2 separate regions of the Gossypium hirsutum genome follow, and region 1 is linked to region 2. Evidence: chromatin contacts called from public Hi-C data. All regions are on one chromosome and are shown on one strand. Each heading gives the region's core, a stretch centred on a gene start, on an enhancer-like site or on the middle of the called end of the contact. The rest is flanking DNA. Distances are from core to core; before and after follow the strand shown.

Region 1 (3,937 bases), core at 601-3,100, 61 kb before region 2:
TGTTCTGAGATATGCTTTGGTATTTACATTATAATTTTTGGATTACATGATTATAAGTTGAATAGCCATGTGGCTAAGGCGTCTAGCTGATAGTTGGAGGAGTTGGGACCTCTCATGATTGCTATCAGATTCTTAACAAAGGAGTGCATATAATATAAAGCTTGTGAGATTACAAATTTACAATGGAGAGGTTCACAGTGGCTATGAAACTAGTTCCACTGCTACTGCAGCTCTTCCTAAGCCCTGGAAGACACAGTTTGTTGAATAGCAAGGGAACACCGAACATCATAGTCTTGGTGGGTATTTTCTTTTTTGGGTTCAAACATGGTGTTGGGTATGTTATGCTGTGCAAAGGCTGTCATCACCCTACTTACTACTTCCACAGTCAGGATGCCTTTGAACAAAAAAAAAAGTGAGTAGCATGTGCAGCGCATAAAGTCAATAAATGTAATGCAAACCTTTAACCAAATAAAGATAATGCAGGCTTATTCAAACTGAAATAATAGGATTCTTCATAAAAAGGAACCATCTTTAGTGAAATTTATTAAACCCTAAACATAAGAAATTAAAAAAGAAAAAAGAGCATTTCCTTTCAAAAAAACAGTTTCATGTCATATCCCATTTTCAACGTGACTGGGAATAAAAGATACTTCGTTGGATAGTTATTATACGTACTAACAATATCAACAATTCAACATTAAGGGTGTTTTCACTCCTTTGAGCGCGTGATTGAATTTTCAGTTTTTTTTCCTTAAATTTGACCTTTGCTGCTGGGTCCGAATCCGACATCTATTCCACTGTCATCTTTAGGGTCCGAAGAGCGCGCTGTCCACGCGCTGTCGCTTCTCGTGCTTCACACTTATCGCAAGTCTCGGCTAAGCTCTCTAATCATTTTTCAAAATCAAATGCAAAGAACGAAGTAAAGTTTTACTTTTAATACAAAAATAAATCCATATTAAAAAAATTTAAAAAACGTATTACTTTGTCAATTTTAATTAGGGTTAATTCTAGCAAAAATCAGTTTTTAAATTTTAAATATTTTAATTAAATCTTAAAGTATTGGATCTAGTCCTTCTAGCAACTTAATCATTAGTTTAAGTATTAAATGTCCAACTCAAATCTAAGATGAAGCATATTTAAATATATATGTATCCAAGGGAAAATTGAGAAATATTTTTAGAGGGAATTAAATTATGAATTATAAAATTTTGAGAGGTAAAAATAGAATTTTATTATGTATTATAATTCATGATTTCATCGTTCTTACAGGGTTTAAACATTTTTTTGGGAGAAAAAAGTGAAAATTTATCTTATATTAACTTATAATTTTATCAATAATAAAGGGGCTAAATTACAATTTTTTTTATTTTGAGGGCTCAAGGCTCTTTCCTACCCTTTGGATTCGCCTTTTTGTGTACCTACCTTATGGACATCATAGACCTACGTGTTAAAAAAAAGTTTTTTATAAATTTTATTGACGCTACCTATTCTTTTAGAATGCGACAAACTCAAATTGTTTATATAATAGGTATACACGTATTTATAATTTGATCAAAGCGTTTTAAATATGTTTCGTATCATATTTGAACTAACATTTAAACCCTAGGTGGATGAAAGAGGTGATTGACATAATACTCATACTTTGAAATTTTAATTAAAACGTTTTTACAATTTAGATACCAATTTAAAATCTAAGATACAAATCAAGGACATTTATTGAAATTAACCCTTATATTTTATTGAGCAGAAAAAACTGATGAATTCAAGGGAGACGAATGCCGATGTTTTCACATGCACGAAAAATCGCGTGGAAATAAAAATATATTGACATTGGAGTATGACCTTCCTTTTTTTTTTGTTCTTCTCTTTTTGCCTCTCTGTCAGCTCAAATTAAAGCGATCCACCATTTTTCTTTTTACTTTAATTTTCTTTCCTCACAAAGCCCATAAAGACTTTTGTTACTTTTCTTCATTCTCCCCTTCTATATTTAACTTTCTTTTTAATCAAACCATGGCGCAGACAAAGGGAAAAAAGCTCTGAACCTACTCAGGCCTGATAAAGAAACCTTAGTTTAACTGTATACAATGAGTACGGCGGCAGCGACGGCGGCGGCAACAGCTACAACACAAACGAAATTCATAAAATGTGTTACAGTTGGGGATGGAGCTGTGGGAAAGACTTGTCTCCTTATATCTTATACAAGCAACACTTTTCCAACTGTATGTATGATTATACATTTTCTTGTCTTTTGCATTGAATTTGTTTGTTAAATTGTGGTAATGGCTTTTGGTTTTTTTTTATTTTTTTGGGGTGTCTTCTTGTAATTTACAGGATTATGTTCCTACTGTTTTTGACAACTTCAGCGCCAATGTAATGGTTGATGGGCAGACTGTCAATTTGGGTTTATGGGATACTGCTGGTATTTGCTCCTTTTGCTTCTTTCATAATCACTTCTACAAAAGAGCTGAAACACAATTAAAACAATAGAAATGACCCTATAAAGTGCCAAAAGTTACAAGGCCAAGGCCAATTTCACTTCGAAATGAACTCTGCATTCTCTGTTTGCTTGTAAAATTATAACTATCTCTTGGTTTCATAGATGGGGAGAGAGCACATTAGGAAGGTGCTGAGGTCCTATTATACATTTTGGCAAAGGGTTTGCCTGACTAAGTATTAACACTACCATATTGTTTCTTATACATTGAAATTTATAACACCCCATTGGCTGAGATTGTTTCCATATGACATGCATATTTATCTTGTTCAAGGTCTTTCAATAGCCTTTGGATATCAATTATTAGTTAAAGCAGGCATCTTTCTTGTTTAATTCGTTCAGCGGCTTGATTATATGCAGGACAAAGTAGATTTCATAGTGTTGATAGTATAATTTCTTTCAGGTCAGGAAGACTACAACAGGCTAAGGCCTCTAAGTTATAGAGGCGCTGATGTGTTTCTTCTTGCTTTCTCCCTTATTAGTAGGCCCAGCTATGAGAACGTATCGAAAAAAGTAAGTTTCTTTTTCTCGTTACTTGTTTTTGAAGTTTAAATCTTCAGTGAGTTCTCTTCTCCTTGTGCTTAGCTTATGAAATGTGTTTACTACTAGTTTTTTTATTCCTTTTATGTCTTTTGTTCTCCTTGTTGTGTTGGGGAAGTGGGTTCCAGAGCTGAGACATTATGCTCCAAGAGCGCCGATTGTTCTTGTGGGGACAAAACTAGGTGATGGATTCTCTCCTCCCTGATGTATTGCTTCTGCAATTGGTCATGCCTTTTACTTATCAATCCAGGTTCAAAATGCTCTGAATAATTGAGCATGTCTGATGAAAATAAACTAGAGCTCACTAATATGAAGTGCTTTCTCTTGTTTCTTTTTCCCCTTTTTACATTCATAAAAGTTGCTTTTCTTTTCTCTTTATAACTTTATATTTTTTTCCTGAAAAGTCATCATTGTATTCTCATGTATGTTCGTGATTATTTCGGCAAATTTATTTCACCTCTATCCAACATGAACAGCATAAAAAAAGAGCACAAAAGAAACGAACGCACATAACGTATACATACTTCAATTGCATTGGATTTTCTAGCTACAAGCTCTATTTGATTATCTATCATCATGCATGGACAAGCATGCTTTTGTTCGGTTAATAAATTTATATTGGATGCAGATTTAAGAGATGACAGACAGTTCCACTTGGATTATCCTGGGGCGTGTACTATTTCTACAGAACAGGTACCTCTTCATTCTCTGCTTGTTTACGGCACCATTAGTTGTTTCACTTCATAGAACAGAATCTGTACAAGTTATCACTGGATAGGGTAAGTTGCTGCAATTACGAAAGCTTTACAGAAACAAACAAAGAGAAACTTTTTTTCGAAAACATGTACAGGCAGACTGCAGTGGGGAATGGACTGGTTCCAACTTTTTAAAGCTTACTCCATA
Region 2 (3,659 bases), core at 616-3,115:
TTAATTTTACAACATTTCAATGTGTAGATGAAAAATAACAAAGGTATAATTGTCTTTTATTTGAAAATTATTTGTTGTAATTAAAAATAGAAAAATTAATAAATTAAATTAAAAAAATACATAGACGAAAAATATATCTCCAAGGGGTTTATGAAATTTTATTCAAACTTAAGGGGGCGAGTACGGTTTTCTTGAAACCATAAGAGAGTAAGTATATTTTACACTAAACCTGTGTCTTTTACCCTAGAAATAATAACATAATATTGAAAAAAATACTTATAAATTTACTATAAACAAATGATAATAACATAAAATTGATAAAAGTAAGATGTGACAATTTTATTAACACTAGTAACATAACAATGGCCAAAAAACTAAACACTTACATGACTTATAGTAAATTGGAGAGGTACAAGCATGTTGACATAGCATGATTGATCTCAACGCTTATAAGTAAATTAATACAAAATCTAAAAATAAGATTGAGAATACCTCCAACACTATTTGAATATAAAAATTAGTATAATCGGATTAGACTTCAAATTTTCATATCAAACACCCTCTAAAAAATTGAGAGTTAATCCAAAAACCTACTCTATTGGAAAGTTAATTTTATTTTTAAATTTGTGTAAAGGAAAGAAACTCGAAACCTAAAATCATATTCTTAGCCTCCCTTTTCAAAATTAATATTATCATATAGACTTTAAAGGGGCTCTTCACTTGAATCAAACAAATGGGCTAATGCCCAGTGGCCCTAGTATTTAGACATTGGGTTTGCTATATATTGGCAGAGGGATTGGATCTGTGCCTTGGGTCTTCCTTTATAACCCAACCATTAATTTTAATATTGGACCAGTGCCCTCATTCTCATGTGGCTGGCTATATTATCACGTTTAATTCTTCATCCAATATATAAATGCAGGCAGAAATTTGGCAGTGTGAATACAAACATTATTGGCTCTTTTGCATGATATAATGTATCTATGTCAGCACTGGAGAGCTTGCCTCTTGACTTAACTTATGATTTATTGTGACTGTTCAATTATAACTTCACTTCCAAAAAGTTCAAGACGGTCTTAGGCTAGGTGGATAAGAGCTGGTATCATATGAACCAGAATTGGGAGAAAAACTCCCATTTCAGACTCTGATACAATGTCCCTTTATGTGATATTACAAGCTATTTGAGTTCATGCATTATATATACATATGCTTTAGATATTTAGAACATTTCCTAACCACTAAAACAGCAGAATCATAATGAACCAAAGAAACTTTTTGAGAAATTTAATTGACAATGAAACTTTGATGGCCTCATCTGTACATACACAAACCAATAAGAATCCAAACCCCAAAAAGGAAACCAAAAGAAAAGAAAAGGAAAACATCCGGATTTCTAGTGCACAAGTGATGCATTCAATCTACCACCCCAAAATCCCTATACCTTTTTTAACTACAATTCAGAGCTTAACATTCAAAGGCCTCATCAAACAGCTAGTTGCTGCTTTTGATGAGATGATTCTTCTTCATTGAAACACAAATGGACTACTTTTAGTGACCTCCCTTTCCCAAAGCTTAAAGAGGATTCTGCAATGATTGGTGGAGGTTGCAACATCATCATCTTTCTTTGCAGGTAAGTGTAGTAGGTGTGAAAGGTATTGGGGGTCACATTTAAGTGGAAACCCAACCCAAATAGAAAATCCACTTCAAGGAAGTTCATTTCTGTTGTGCTGATTCCTCCTACTTTTGCATGCATTGTTGTAATACCTGAAATAAAGTTCCAAAATATCAAAAACAAGGTTGGGAGACTTGGGGTTTAGCCTTGTGACTAAATGTATATATAATGTCCACTTTCTTGATGCACATGGGAAAAAAGAGAGAACAAAAGAAGAAAGCAGGGTAGGGTAGGGTAGGGTAGGGTAGGGTAGGCCTATTCACATGCCTTTCAATGGGTTGAAATATATTTTTCTGGGAAATTGAATGGCTTTCCAATTCTAACAAGTCTAAACCCGGATTCTAATTTAATCTTTTGAAGTAAAACTAATGAAAATCCAACAAGACTGAAAGCATGAATTATGAATTTTGTTCCAAGTAACTTACATATCATCCATGAACTTTGCGGCAACCATCACACTGGTAATAAGCAGCCGATGAACGTTGAAAGAATTGATGGGCAACGAGGGTTGTCTTTGAGCAAACCGATCAAGATAAACATATGCAACAATGAAACAAGAGGGGCTACAATTTGCATACTTGTAAATCCTGTCCAAGTAGCTTTGGATTGAGATAGTTGGCCGAGTTAACCCATGAAACACCGAAATCTTCTGAGCCTTAAACCCACAGTTTAGATCATTGGATTCAGCCACTTCTTCCAGCAGGGATGACAGAAATGTTATGAGATTTGGCATCATATTTGGGTTCTCTAACTCTGCCATAACCTCAAAACAAGTGTTGAATGTGTTCCTTCTTTTTGTTATTGTTAAGGTATATATGGTTTTACTTTTTTTGTGATATAAAAACAGGTAAGGTAGACGTTAAACGGTGGGGAATTTTTCAATTAAAAGAAGAAAGTACCCTCTCATGAATTTGAATCAAGATTTGGATTGGATGTCCCTATTTGGTGGGGTTTATAAGGTAATAAAAAGTGTGGGATATGATTATTCAATTTAAAAACTTAACTTGTTGAAGAGGGAAAAAAAGTGTTTCATTAGTGGATTAAAGTCATTTTCATGAAAGGAGATTGAGGGTTTTTCCAGTGATGAAACTTGTGGCTACTGTTTGTTGCTGATGGCATGCCATACCCATCATGTGATTACATGTGGGAAAATTTTTTTTATTGTAATTTGTCGGCCCCTATACTTTATTATTTTTTATTTTTGGCTTGAAAATCTTGCATGTGTTGTAAATCTACACATTGTTTTTGTTTATGTTATTTCGATATTTTTCTTCTGTTGGTTCCATATCTATTGTTTCCATACTATTAGGGCTGCAATATTCAAGATATGTTTGTCTGAAATGCTGAACAACAAACAAGGAACACCCATGATGTCTATTTGTAAGTTGTCACCTTTTCTTGACATCTCGAAGATGTTATATAAAATCTTCCATGGATCTGCATCAAGAATACAACAATTGGTATGAACCCTCTAATATATAAAGTTCATGTAAAAATAGAATGTCGGTAATGACTATATCGCAAAGAAAAGAAAAATAAAAATAAAAAACACATAAATTTTTACGTAGAAACCCTTTCGGGAAAAAAACCACGGGCAGAGGAGAATAAAATTCACTATGTCGAATTCGAATAATTACAAGAGGAGTAGATTATGTCTATTTATAGGCTTGTAAAACCATATTCTAATAGGAGTATAGTAAGATTGAAACACCTTATTCTAATCAATATCAAATAGACGAAATTTAATAAGGTTTAAAAATCTTATTCTAAAATAAAATAAAAGAAGTGTAGTTCTATAGGGATTTTACTTTTATTTTATTTTACCACTATTTTTTTATTTAAATAAAAATTCGGGTCACTTAATTTTAATAATCTCCACATTGACACGAATTCTCAATGAACAAGTTCTTCATCTCAAACTCTCAACGAACAAGTTCTCCACCTCTTCCATAAAACCCTTAAGGGTTTAACTTCAACAATGAACACT

Evidence for each region. A called contact is a pair of places that touch in the nucleus more often than the background predicts.
Region 1: a Hi-C map of leaf shows a contact between it and region 2, with 5 times the contacts expected there. The contact joins the promoter of LOC107929665 here to the enhancer-like site in region 2. A contact is called at or near these places in 14 of 34 Hi-C or Micro-C datasets (anther, callus, hypocotyl and 3 more).

Annotation. Positions count from the first base shown.
Region 1 is chrD08:52,763,019-52,766,955 of Gossypium_hirsutum_v2.1, reverse strand. LOC107929665 (rac-like GTP-binding protein 5) reads left to right here and starts at 1,850. Exons shown (of 7, transcript XM_016861154.2): 1 at 1,850-2,219; 2 at 2,332-2,419; 3 at 2,898-3,007; 4 at 3,153-3,216; 5 at 3,663-3,727. The coding sequence starts at 2,085.
Region 2 is chrD08:52,702,782-52,706,440 of Gossypium_hirsutum_v2.1, reverse strand. It overlaps the pseudogene LOC107900243. Among protein-coding and RNA genes, the nearest start is that of LOC107900803, 19 kb to the right of the region's middle. Within about 2 kb of position 1,865, at least 7 of the 9 cell types and tissues checked have an H3K27ac peak or open chromatin away from gene starts, as enhancers often do. A contact at or near this core is called in hypocotyl and leaf, where this site is marked.